2 separate regions of the Danio rerio genome follow, and region 2 is linked to region 1. The links are chromatin contacts, called in public Hi-C maps. All regions are on one chromosome and are shown on one strand. Each heading gives the region's core, a stretch centred on a gene start, on an enhancer-like site or on the middle of the called end of the contact. The rest is flanking DNA. Distances are from core to core; before and after follow the strand shown.

The links. A called contact is a pair of places that touch in the nucleus more often than the background predicts.
Region 2: a Hi-C map of an unstated tissue shows a contact between it and region 1, with 3 times the contacts expected there. The contact joins the promoter of nampt2 here to the promoter of atxn7 in region 1. A contact is called at or near these places in 2 of 18 Hi-C or Micro-C datasets (hematopoietic stem cells and an unstated tissue).

The regions. Positions count from the first base shown.
Region 1 is chr11:21,687,336-21,694,365 of GRCz12tu, reverse strand. atxn7 (ataxin 7) reads left to right here and starts at 3,554. Exons shown (of 14, transcript XM_009305965.5): 1 at 3,554-3,718.
Region 2 is chr11:21,869,742-21,876,771 of GRCz12tu, reverse strand. It overlaps nampt2 (nicotinamide phosphoribosyltransferase 2), which reads left to right and starts at 2,521. Exons shown (of 11, transcript NM_212668.2): 1 at 2,521-2,765. The coding sequence starts at 2,715. The region is part of intron 2 of LOC141376703; the gene reads right to left.

The DNA of each region.
Region 1 (7,030 bases), core at 2,305-4,804:
TTTAAATTTGCTTGACTGAGAATGAGGTAAAGTTGATTTTAGGACATCTTGGACATTCTCCATAATAATTTTATTATTATATAATAATTATATTTCAGAAAGGAATTATTTGCAAAAAAATTCTATGTAATCATACAAGGTATACCTGTAGGTCAGGGTTTCCCAAACTTTTTAACTCGCGAGCCCCAAAATAACAATGCCAGTGACAGGCAACCCCCAATATCCTCTGAGGTGGTTATAAATATATAAACCTTCTACACATTGGTGCACACATAGCAATAGACCCAAGTCTATTCATTATTTAATTTTGGAGAATGCCACTCGGAGACCATCCTTTATGTTAAGTTGTAGCCTGTATTTATTTTTAAAGTATTTGATTGCCATAAAGGTGTCAGAAGGTTTTACCTGGTGTTATAAAATTAATCTGCTTCATTTGATGCTTTTGCTGTGTCTTTAATCTAATCACCCCAAACTACAACATTGATCACAGTCAATTAAATTGTGCTAATGTTGTTTTGAAGTCATACATAGATGAGATTTCAGACGCAAATTCAAATTAGCATGGTAAACAATATAAAGACTGCTAAAATGAACAAATGTGTGAATATAAAACCAACTTTATTTGACTGCGCTAGCGACATGGTGGTACAGTGGGTAGCACTGTCACCTCACAGCAAGAAGGTCGCTGAATCAGCCCCAGCTGGGGTCAATTGGCATTTCTGTGTGGAGTTTGCATGTCCTCCCTGTGTTTGCGTAGGTTTCCTCCGGGTGATCCGGTTTCCCCCACAAGTCCAAAGACATGCGGTACAGGTGAATTGAATAAACTAAATTGGCCGTAGTGAATGAGTGTGTATAGATATTTCTCAGTACTGCGTTGCAGCTGGAAGGGCATCCGCTGTGTAAAACATTTGCTGGATAAGTTGGTGGTTCATTCCACTGTGGTGACCCCTGATGAATAAAGGCACTACGCCAAAAAAAAAATGAATGAATGAATGAATGAATGAATGAATAAAATGCCTTGTTTGCTCACTTGCTTATTGATACTTAGCTCTTCTATTTTGGAAAATGTACTTGCTAAATTATGACTCTGTTCCATATGGGATAAATCTGCCTCTAAAGGGCACTTTTAAAGAATTATGGATTGCATACTGAAGACTTGTTCCAAACCGAAAAGGTAAAAACTGCCCACTTAAAAAGAATGAAGAAACTCAAAGTGTACAATGATAAAGACTCTTTTCATGGTTTTTTGTGACCAACACCTTTTATCCCTCTAATACACTCCCTTCTTCAAAGGTTTTATAGGGGATATGGATGAGCCTTTCAAAATGGAACAAAGTCTTACTGTTTCTGCCATAGTAGTAAGAGCAGTAGTCTAATTTATGCTGTTTTCATTTCAGCAGCAGTTCTCAGTTCAGTGTTGGTTGCATCATGACTTGAATCAGTTTTGTGATCTTCTTTAACTTATTCACAGAAAATATCAGACTCAAGAGTGTCACATATCTACAACCTAATCTGACAGTTCTCATCATTATATTGCCAAGGTTATTGACCAGATACATTTTATGTTTTAAGCCATTCCTGCATGGCTTCCAGATATATTGTATAATCAATTTGTTTTTGATAGTTATGGCATTAGGAAACTGTTTATCAAGACTGTTTAAAAAGTGTTTCTTTAAAATATAGAAAGTTAATATTAATTTATTCATTTTCTTTTCAGCTTAGTCTTTTTATTGATCCAGGGTTCCCACAGCGAAATGAACCGCCAACTTACCCAGCACGTTTTTACGCAGCGGATGCCATTCCAGCCGCAACCCATTTCTGGTAAACATCCACACACACTCATTCACACTAATACACTACAGACAATTTAGCCAACCCAATTCACCTGTACCGCATGTCTTTGGACTGTGGGGGAAACTGGAGCACGCGGAGGTAACCCATGCAAACGCAGGGACAATATGCAAACTCCACACAGAAACAACAACTGACCCAGCCGAGGCTTGAACCAGCAACCTTCTTGCTGTGAGGTGACAGCAATACCTACTGCGCCACTGCGTAACCAGGAAAATACCAACGATAATAAAAATAATAATGATTCAGTCTTTCATTTAAGTTGCTATTAACATTTGTTGTAGTCATGTTTCAGCTCACAAAAACAAAATGTTATTTTAATAAATAAAACACCACAAATTCTGTAAATATATCATGTCAACTCATTCACTTGTTACTGACTCATTACAAATTAGTTCGAAAACTACTGTCATATATACATAAATAAAAGCCTAATGTATTGGCATACAATTCTTTTAAAATTCTATAATGATGAAAGACAAGGGTGTCACGGTGGCGCAGTGGTTAGCACAATCACCTCACAGCAAGAGTCTCGGCTGGGTCAGTTGGCATTTCTGTGTTTGCATGTTCTCCACATTGGTAAGCTAAATTAGCTGTGGTGTATAATATGTGTGAATGAGTGCGTATAAAGATGTTTCCCAGTGATAGGTTGCAGCTGGAAGGGCATCCGATGTGTAAAACATATGTTGGCGGTTCATTCCCCTGTGACAACTTCAGATTAATAGAGGGACTAAGCCAAAAAGAAAATAAATGAATAAATAAAAGAACAAGAAAAACCTAATCCACAACATAAATTTGATTTGCTGTGTTTCTTTCATTATTATATACTTTCAAAAAATGTGAAAACTGTATGCAAATTCATTAGGATTTATATATATATATATATATATATATATATATATATATATATATATATATATATATATATATATATATATATATATATATATAATTTTGTCAAACCGGAACTGCATTGGTGCCAAAAGCGAAATTTAAAAATGTGTTAAAATAATCAAATAAACTTATACAAAATATTAAAAAATAAGATAGAAATAAACAATAAAATGCATTTAATCAAATTATTTAAAAAAAATACAAATTATATTTTAATAAAAAAAAAAAAAACAACCAACAACAGAAATAAATAAACCATAAGTTAACCATAGACACAACCAAAAGAGATGCTTCATTCTTCTAGTTCATTTGGATGGCGAGTCGAATCAGTTTTGTGAATCGGTTCAACTGAAAAAGATCTGCTCCCAAAGATTCACTTATCGCTACAGCAAGTATGTTTTCCATTATTATATCGCCAAAGTCATTTCAAAGTTGACTAGCCCGTATGTGACCCCGATTAGTGGTTTTAATCCTCAATATGCCTGCAGTTTGACATTGATCTAACAATATAACGAAGTGAGCTCGCTGGCTGTGTTTCAAAAACAACCGAGCATCCTATCCAGACAGCATATTTAAGCATCAGGGCTCGTCTAAAACGCTCGAAAATGTATCGTAAACGGGTTCAAATACCCCGAACAACAAAACACCCCCCTAAACAGCACTGGAACGCTAGAAACCCGCATACGATTCTCTTGAATGCTGTCTACGAAGTGAGCGCGTTTGTTATTGACACACCGCCAGCCCGTCCAGTGACAGGCGGACTCTGTGCATGCGTGCTGCTGGAGTCAGTCAGTGACGTTCTTGTCCCAGAATGCTGCCTGGTAAACAGACATGGAAGCACCTGGTGAAGACCTCCACAGTCACTGAGCACTGCACTCGCTCTTTGAACTGATCTTCATTGTCGATACACACTAAAGCCTGCGCCTTTGTTCTCCCTGGAGCTCCACCGGGACCCCCGAAGTCCAGGGCACTGGTAAGAGAACAATGATGACATCGAGATCAGCTGCTAATGTCTGTTCTGCCAGTTAGCCAGTTGCATGCTATAGCAGTGCCACCACCAATGGCTGGTTTCTGTTAGCAAAGAAGCTAAACCTGCTGCCGTCCCCCCTCCCCCTCTTATATGTGTGTGTAACATTTTATTTTGGTGACGTAATATTCAAGTTTACTTTGTTCGTCTCGCTCCGTGACAGAGCCGCTGTTTGTAGTTCTGACTGAAAAGTTGTTGTTGGAGGCTTTCTGATGACTGCTGGATCTTGACATTATTTGCTTTCACTTTCCCAAGTGCACTTGCCTAATGGAAGTTCACTGGTGGGTGCAAACAAGTGGACGAGAGTTGAAATGAATGGAGCCTCAAGAGTGTTTTTAATTATGAAGCACTTTTTATAACTTTAAGGGTATTTTAGAGAAGGGTTCATGGATTTTAAAGTTGTTAATTGAACTTTATAAAAAAAAGGCGTACTATTGTGGAGAGGATGATTGGGGGTTTTATAGAACTTGTCAGTATACTGTTTTGTATAATCATGTTTTCTTTAATACAAATTTGGATTTTTGGTTTAGACGAAAATGAGATCTTCAATATTTCAAATGAACTCACACATATATGATCGCAGTATCAGTGTTTAATCTCTATAAAAGTTGGATTAGATGAATTTTGCAATTTCTAAACTTGTTCAGTTTTGACAACTCGTCATCTTTGCAGATTTGTAGCATCACATGAGTTATGTTCATTAGAGGTTATTATAGGCATAGGATGATAACTGTTTTTAAGGTATTCCGCGGTTTGGAAGTCAAGGTTTTAAAACCGTCAACATTTTCTGCAATACTGTTCCTAAGATATACTGTATGTAAGATTTTTATTTTCAATGTTTTTTGTGTTTGTTTGGGTTTTAGGACAACAGTATCTCCAGCAGAAAATATATTCAAAGATGCTGTCTTAAATTGTACAGAAAGCAGTGTTTTTGACACTAATGAAGACAGCTGAAGGGAATAATAAATTTGAATGATTTAGCCTGACATGTTTACTGTTCCAAAATACTTTAAATGTTTCTTAAAATAAAATATATTGTGTTCAAAGGGTAAAATGTTTTATGAAGACATTTTAAAATGAATATATTTTAAAGCAGTAATAGCAACACTCTGATATTTTTATCCAAGATTATCATAGCGTCAAAAGCTTATACCGTCCCATGCCTAGGTTGTGGTTATTATTTAGATTATAAAATAATTTATAATAAAAAAAAAATACAGGAAGCACTACTTCATGTTTACACAAAATGCATGATTTTTTTTTACAATTGCAGAATTTCAATAATTTTAGGGAGGAAATTTTATTTATTTATTTTTTCATATTTTTTAAATAAATCATTTTCAGTAAAATATGTTAATGTACTTATGCACATGTGGGGGAAAAAATCTGAGTCCACTTTAAAGATTTTATTAGTTATATGGATTTGCTATTAATAGATATATGCTTGAGTAAAATGCTCATTTGTGGTTTATTTTATAATATGTCTAAGCTCTAACAAAAGTGTAATATTTAAGTTAAAAGACGCATTATTAGCAGTTTATTAATCAAATAAAAGACAAATCAAAATTTTTGTCAAATTGTACCTGACCATGGCAAATACAGAAACAATTGGCCTATTTTGCATTCGCTGCTGGATTCTTTCAAATTTCTATGTGAAATAAAACTAAATAACATGGTAATGTACTAACGATTGCTGTAGTTTATCATAATATATTGAATTAATTCGACTTTTTTTAGATTTTAATGAACGATTTAGTGACTCACATAAAAACTTCTTTTGTTTCATTACTGAATGGATCAGCGTTTTTGAACAGAATCTTGAATGAATGACGCAACAGCTAATCAAATCAAATCAAATCAAGTCAAATCACTTTTGTTGTCACATCATCAGTAGCACGTGTGCTATGATGAGTGAAAAGCTTAGGTGCTGGCTCAAGACAGTACAAAATACAGATGCAAATACAACGACAATGAACTGTGAGACATAATTTTTTATTGATGTCAGAATTAGGGGGTGGGCCGAAGTTAAATAATCCAAACTATAATATTGAAGTTACTATGGTAATTCCCTAATTTATAAATAAATACATTGAAATGACTTGAATCAATGTTTTCTTCTCATATAAAAAGTATTATTCTCAGTTACGCCACACACCTTTTTTGGCACATTTAAAAAAAAAAAAATTAATGGGCCTTTTAGCATTAGCGTACAGCATTTTTAATTTAAGTCAGTATCCAAATATTAGCTTAACAACAAATGGTGCATTACAAGTTGGTGGAGTTTTAAAAAATATGCACAAAAGCTAATACATTTTTTAAAGTTCCTTTTCTACAGTGGCCGAGAGAGCTTAACTTGCTGAAATTTAAGAAAACGCAATCAATTACAAAAAACGGCAGCAAGTTAAGAAACAATTTCCATCCGTTTGACAGCACACGTGCTGAAAATTCTCATAATGCAAACACCTTTTTATAAAACATGCTGCATTTTCCCACAATGCAAACAAATGAAAAAAGCGCACTGCATTTTCTTACAACGCAAACAATTTACGAAAACCCACTGCAGTTTATCATAACGCAAACAAATTAATAAAATGTATTGGATTTTCTCACAATGCAGCACATTTTCAGAAAACATACTGCATTTTCCCACAATGCAAACAAATGAAAAAAAGCTCACTGCATTTTCTCACAAAGCAAACTATTTCCGAAAATGTGCTGCATTTTCTTATAACGCAAACAAATTACTAAAACGCATGGCATTATAAAAAGTGCAAACAGTTTACGGAAATGCATTGCATTTCTCACAATGCAAGACATTTTCATAAAACATGCTACATTTTCCCACAATGCAAACAAATGAAAAAAGCGCACTGCATTTTCTCACAAAGCAAATAATTTACGAAACGCGATGCACTTTCTCACAATGCAAACAATTTCTAAAACACAGTGCATTTTCTCACAACCCAAACAAATTTATAAAACGCGATGCATTTTCTCACAACCCAAACAATTTACAAAAACGTACTGCATTTTCTTGCAACGCTAACAAATTACTAAAACGCTATGCATTTTCTCACAATGCAAACAAATTACTAAAATGTGCTGCATTTTCTCACAACACAAACAAATTAATAAAACGTGTTGCATTTTCTCACAAAGCAAACAATTACGAAAACGCGCTGCATTTTCTCACAATGGCAACAATTTAATAAAACGCTGCATTTTCTCACAACACAAACAAATCAATAAAACACGCTG
Region 2 (7,030 bases), core at 1,272-3,771, 180 kb before region 1:
GCAACAGCGCTACCTACTGCGCCACTGTGTCGAAAAAAAAATGTACAGAAAATGTTAATTTTGGAAAAAAAACTATTCCTTATCAAAGGTAATAATATAAAAAAAAAAAAATTATTTTGTCTAGACCAAAACAATGTACAACATTTTGCATTTTACCACATAATATAGCATCTAATTTGTGTAACTTGCACCATAAAGTTCTCACAATTTGAGGACACATGATTTCATAATCATAATCTTTTAAAACATAATCATATTACTAAAAATTACAATAAACTCAAATAAGGGTATAGTGACAAGCACATGAAAGAAAATAATCTAAAAGTAATTACATATATACAATATTACTGCATATGAGTAAAAGATACCCATAACTTTTGATTTTACTTCGATTTTTAAGTAAAAATGGCATTTTTTCCCACAGTGAATAAGAATAGTTTTGAAAAATTGTAGGCACTATTTCCTATGATCTTATAAATACTAGTTTGGGGTTTAAACATGGTTTTGGGGTGGTTACGTTAGCATTTTTGTTTGACTGACTTCCATTCATATGCAGGCAAATGCAAGAGACTGGAAACACAAGCTTGGCCAAAGTTTCACAATTTGCTGCATTCAAAATTTCAAGTCTGGTGACCTCTACCCTGTGATCATAGTTTGAGTCAGTGGATAACAGATTGCATATATACATGGTGTATTTTAAAGCTGCTGCCTATAAAGCAACATGTTGAATAAAGGTTAAATGTAACAAACATGTTCATTTACCTTCTTGGTTGAAAATACAACCAGAGCAGTCCATTATGCCAACTTTACACTTTACAGTAAGTTGCTAAAAAAACATAGCAGCTTAAAAATGTCCAGCAGTTATTAGATAAGATATTGATTTTGTTATAAAAAAAAAATTGTCTCAAAAATAAATTGTAAGAAAACTTCAAAGCTTTCAAAGATTGCCTAATTAAAAGCTGACATCAAGTCTGAGCCTTGGATAATCAAAATATTACAGTCTTTATAATATTTTGTTTGATCAAGCGTTCCGAGTCTACTGAATATCAACAAATCCTCTGAGCAACTCTGGGCTTAATTACATCATTTTTAAACGTTAATCACCTGGTCTTTAAATGATTTACTATAAAGGTTGTGCTGTTTTTAAAAGTCTTTTTAAAGGAAAAGAGATTATAAAGATATGTTGAACTGACAGCTTTAAGCAGTCATTCAGATGCAATTTATCTCATAGATTTTGTGGAACAGCATTCATGTTAATTCTAACAACAATACATTATATCAAAAATGTTTCCAATATATTGCCCAAACACCTCTCTAAAAATAGTTGAGATAAAACAAGCATATGGAAAAAAATTAAGAGACAACTCAGGATTTATGAGTTAATATATACAAGTTTATGTTTACCTGTTTGTCACATCGGGAACTTCTGGCTATCTTATGGCAAGATCAACATAGAAATAAATGATATTTAATATCAATAACAAACATTGAATATGAATTTTCACTATATATATGATCATCTTGATGATATATATATAATCATCTTATATATATATATATATATATATATATATATATATATATATATATATATATATATATATATATATATATATATAAAAGATGATTATATATATATATATATATATATATATATATATATATATATATATATATATATATATATATATATATATATATATATATATAATCATCTTTTATATATAAAAGTACTTTCAGTGCAATATCCTTGACCAAAAAAAAAAATTTGCATTCCTACAAAATATGTTTTATGATAAGGGACTTATTCTTATACTTATAGGATTGTTATTGATTTAAGTATGACTAAAACATTTTTTACATAATTCCACATACTATTGAAATGTATTCCAACTTTATATATGAATACTAGTAACAACAACAACAACAACAATAATAATAATAATAATAATAATGTAAATGAGTAATGCATTCTTATAAAATATGTTTTATGATATGGGATGCTTATGGGACCGTTTTTGATTTAAGTTTGAAAAAAACTTCTTTTTTACACAATAAACTAACAAATTAGTATTTATTGAACATTTTACATAATAATAATAATAATAATTTTATACATAGACATTTGCAGCTTTTTGTTGTTACATTAGACAGGTATACATTCATTTTTGACAACACGATACCAACTTTTTATACTTTAAATGAGCTATATCAATTCTTACATCAGCTCACACCCAACTGAACATATTCAATTAGGTTTTTTCTTGACTGTATGTCTACGTGGCTTCAAACCATTTTTCCAGCAAGAAAAGCAAAACTGAAAGCTTCTCTAAACATTCACCGCTTAATTATCTATTACAAGAAAACGAAACTTCAACCTTTGAACGCAACAGGCATCAGCATAACAGCTTTTACTGTTTAGATTTTTCTGTCTCCGCCCACTTTCACATCACCGAACGTGCGCAGCGTACCGTTCATACGTCCAGCCTGACTCCGCCCCCTTTCCACCCCGTTGTCTGTCTGATACTAGACGATGCGACCTATCCGTGCGCGCCCTCACATATACAAGATACCGAGGTGATCATATTTCACTACATTTCTCTGACCAAACACGCAAGGTGCCGTGAAGAAGCTCACAGAGACCGGTGTCACGCTGATCGGACCACATACACACTACAGCAAAGCGACATCGTTTCGCTTTTACTTTGTCCTCGATGATGGCAGCTCAGGATTTCAATTTTTTACTCGCCACAGACTCTTATAAGGTAAGAATCACCTGCTTCGAGCCGTTCAACAGCAGAAACCCAAGCGCGTGACAGGACTTTACCTAATTCTGACAGAAGCCCTTTGTGCTTTAGCCGTCGCGTATACGTGCAGATTAAACCAACTTTGACCTTGTGAATCGATGGAATTTAAATGAAAATAGTATTTGGGTTGACCTGTGAACGTGATAGGGTCGTCATTGTGGCGTTTTGGTCTTGTTTTGTTGAAGGGTTTTGCCGAAAGCCCAGCTTGATTTTAAATGCCCCACTCATTGAACGCTGAGCGCGGGGGCGGGGCTTATGCAGAATGACCTCGTGCGGCTTTTAGCTTCGCCAGAGGCCACAGCTCGTGACGTCACACAACACAGCACATCACAGCAGTCGAGGAATCGAAACTCGTTTTATAAAAGTATTGTGGGAATCCTTTTAATATATCTTATACATAATGTTTTCCTAATTCAAGACTTGACAGACATTTTAGTTTGGGTACAAATTCTCACTATTCTTGCTAACAGTTTTCTTATTATGCGAGAATGCTTACTGTTAGTAACGTTGTTGATTAATGCCCCATTGTGACTACCTTACCTTAACTTAGCAGAAGCGTAATAAACAGCAAATTACATTTTGATTTGAAGCAAAAGTAAAGAACTGATTTCCAAACTAAAGTGTAACCAGTTTTTATTTTTGTTTAAATATGTATTTAAATAAAGTTAATTTACAGAAAAACTAAATACACTTAATCTCTTGTTAAATACATTTTTCAGGTTTTGGGGTCAAATGATGGTCCCACTTTATATTAAGTGGCCTTAATTACCATGTACCTACATGTAAATATAAATACAGTGTACTTACTGTGTTCATAATGTATTGCAGAACACTTCTGGTGCCCTTAAGGTGGGATATTGGTACGCTTACAGACAGGTTTGGTGGTATGGGTAGGTTAAAGAGTGGGTTGGGGTGTAAGGGATGGTCAACAGTGTAATTGTAAATGTAATTACTGAAATTAAGTACAGATGTAATGAAATGCAGGTATTTCATCAAGCATAAGTATAAACATTTTTACACAAGAAGTACAATGTAATTAATTACAGTGTAAGTACATATTTGTTAAGGCCACTAAAAATGAAGTGGGACCCAAATACTTTATATTTATTTATTTGCTGAATTACATCATTACTAAATGACTGTTTCTATCTCATTTAATAAAAAAAGCTTAAAGCATAATAATAATTCTTTATTAGTAGTAGAATTAGTATTTTATATTTTATTATTGTAACTGCTTCCTCATGTTGACATTGAACTGTGCTGTTTAAAATGACTTGTGTAATACTAGTGAGAGTTTTTTAGCAATAAATGTAATGTAAATTTACTTTACATTTAATCATTAGAATCATAAAAGTAACAAAGTATCACAGCAACAAAACCACACAAATATAAAAAATAATTTTCATTCTTAGTTAGTCTGGTGCAGTTATTTATAAATATACATAATAGAGAGAGTTTACAGCTAGAAGGTCAGAGATTTTAAAGAAAATAAATCAAATAGAAATGGAAAAGAGATCGTTAGTTTTAGAGGATTAAAGTCTAAGTAGAGAAAGGATGAAGAGTGTATTATGTTTTATATATACACTACCGGTCAAAAGGCGACATTTATTAAATGCAAAAAAGTTAAAGTGTTAAATATTTACTACAATTTTAATTACAGCTTTCTTATTGTATGTAGTTTCAAATGAAATTATTCTTCCAGTCACTTTTACCATTAATAATAATGATAATAATAACAATAATAGTAATAATAATAATTAATATTATAGAGATTGCTGAAGGATCATGTGACTGAAGACTGAGTAATGAAGTTAAAAATTTATGATTGAATTAAATGAAAAACTACTTTTGAAAAGTTATTTTATAGAGCAATACCATTTAACAATTTTACAATTTGTACTGTATTTTTGATGAAATAAATGCAGCCTTGGTGAGCAAGGATACATTTAAAATATTTAAAAATCATACTGACCCAAACTTTTGACAGTAGTGTAACAAAAAAAGATAGAATAAAAAATAGATAAGATGGTTATTGAGGACCAGAGCATTTTTTCTAGATGTTAACAGATGAAATGATTTTTTTTCCAGACAATCCAGATCAACAAAAGAACCATAATATGTCAGATTTATTACTAGTTTCAGTTTGTCTGACATTACCTTACACAGATCGGGGGTTTTACTGCAGTAAAAGAAGTACTAACTATTGAGTAGTGATTAAAGACAAATGTTTTTAGCTATTTCTTGGAAATGGTACTTGACATCAAACACAATAGTTGTTTCTTTTGTTATGTGACGAGTTTAACCTGATTCCTTATCTTGATCTTTGACACAGTCAGGAGAAAATGAAAGAAAAGAGCTCTGATCATGTGACTGATTACAGCAAACAATAAACTCAGCACTTTCATTTATAATTCATCAAACTATCAAAACTATCTTTAGTGCGTCAACAACTTTCCACAGAGGTAAATGTTTGACTACCTATATTTGTTTGACTACATAAAGTGAGGTTAAATCATTTAAAGCACATTGTTAACACTTTACCACATTAGATATACAAAAAAACTAATTTTATGAAATATTCTGTCAATTTAAAATGATTAAGAAACTCTTAAAAAATTTTCTACAGTTAATTACCAGCGTTAAAAACAGTGCAACATTGTGTGTGTGTGTGTGTGTGTGTGTGTGTGTGTGTGTGTGTGTGTGTGTGTGTGTGTGTGTGTGTGTGTGTGTGTGTGTGTGTTTGATGCAGTTTATCTAGAGCACATGAAATTGATCATAAATACTTTTATAATGTTATACAGCATTGTTTGTTATGATTTCAAATAAACACAGTTCTGTTAAACTTTCTATTCCTCAAATAATCCTGGAACGTAAAAATGCATCACACTTTTCACAGAAATATAAAGCTGGGAAAAATATTTATTTATTGGAAAGAGAGCTGCACAATCCATCGTTTAAACATTGAGATTGCAAAGTGGGTATTCATAATTGTCACATTGCAGGATTAGATTATTTGTTCAATATTTAAATAAAGATATAATTTTATACAATGATGACCGTGTTGTTTTACGCTTGATTGTTACATTTTTGTATTTGAATACTGTTAGACTCCACAGATAACCTTAAAGCACTGTTTATTTCACTTTTAATTAGTTTAATTCAGTTATATGATGGTAATTTATTACATTTTATAAAATAATTTTCAATTAAATTCAATATTATTTATAATGCACTTTAAAACAACACAGTTGATCAAAGTGCTGACAATAGAGAGTAAAACAAAGTGTAGCACATACTTTAAAATACAAATAAATAAACATAAAGTGTCAACATCTCACACTGTGCTAAAAGCCAAACTGAACAAGTGGGTTTTAAGAAGAGTAATGGAAGAGGCTTGTCTAATATACAACGGCAGCCCATTCCACAATTTAGCTGCGGCCACAGCAAAAGCCCAATCCCCTCTAAGCTTTCGACTGGTCCTGGGCACACCCAAGAGGAGCTGGTCGGCTGACCTAAGTGAACGAGAAGGTATGTAGGGACAGATAAGCTCAGAGAGGTAACAGCACCATTTAGACACTTAAAAACAAATCAACTAAGAAAAATAAGGCGTGATCAACCCAATCTAAATGAACTAAATCTTTCCAAGATAGAGCTGTTCAAATCATCTGGTGAAATTATATATATATTGCAGCAAAACGAAACATCACAATGTCAGATTTCTCCAATATCGTATAAATGTATTTTTTCCCTTCAAAGGCAATAACTAATCTCAAATGTTTTCAAACATTTGAGTTTGAGCAGTAGTGTATTAATATATTTGTTTTCTGTTTTACAGATCTAAACATGTTTTATTATGTAATGATCAAATCTGCTTAAGGGTTGTCTCAAATCCTTCACTGGGTTTTTGAGGATCTTTACAGCAGTTTAGCAAGTTCACCTCTGTAATTCTCAATCTTGGCTCAATGATGGGTTTGTGTAATAATCTTTGGTATACAACAGCAAGCTGAAAATCCCTTTTGAATCCATGTTGAAATCTCACCCAAAAATGATAAATAAAAGTTTTCTTTTTAATTGACTGTAGCATAAACAATGGTAAAGTGAAAGTTTAACATCTGCCAGTGGTAAAGTCATACAAATAAATCATCGTGCCAATACAGGTTCATTCAGATATCATGGTTTAGTGAATGATGTCTGGGCTAATGTTCAGAGAAACTCGGTCCACA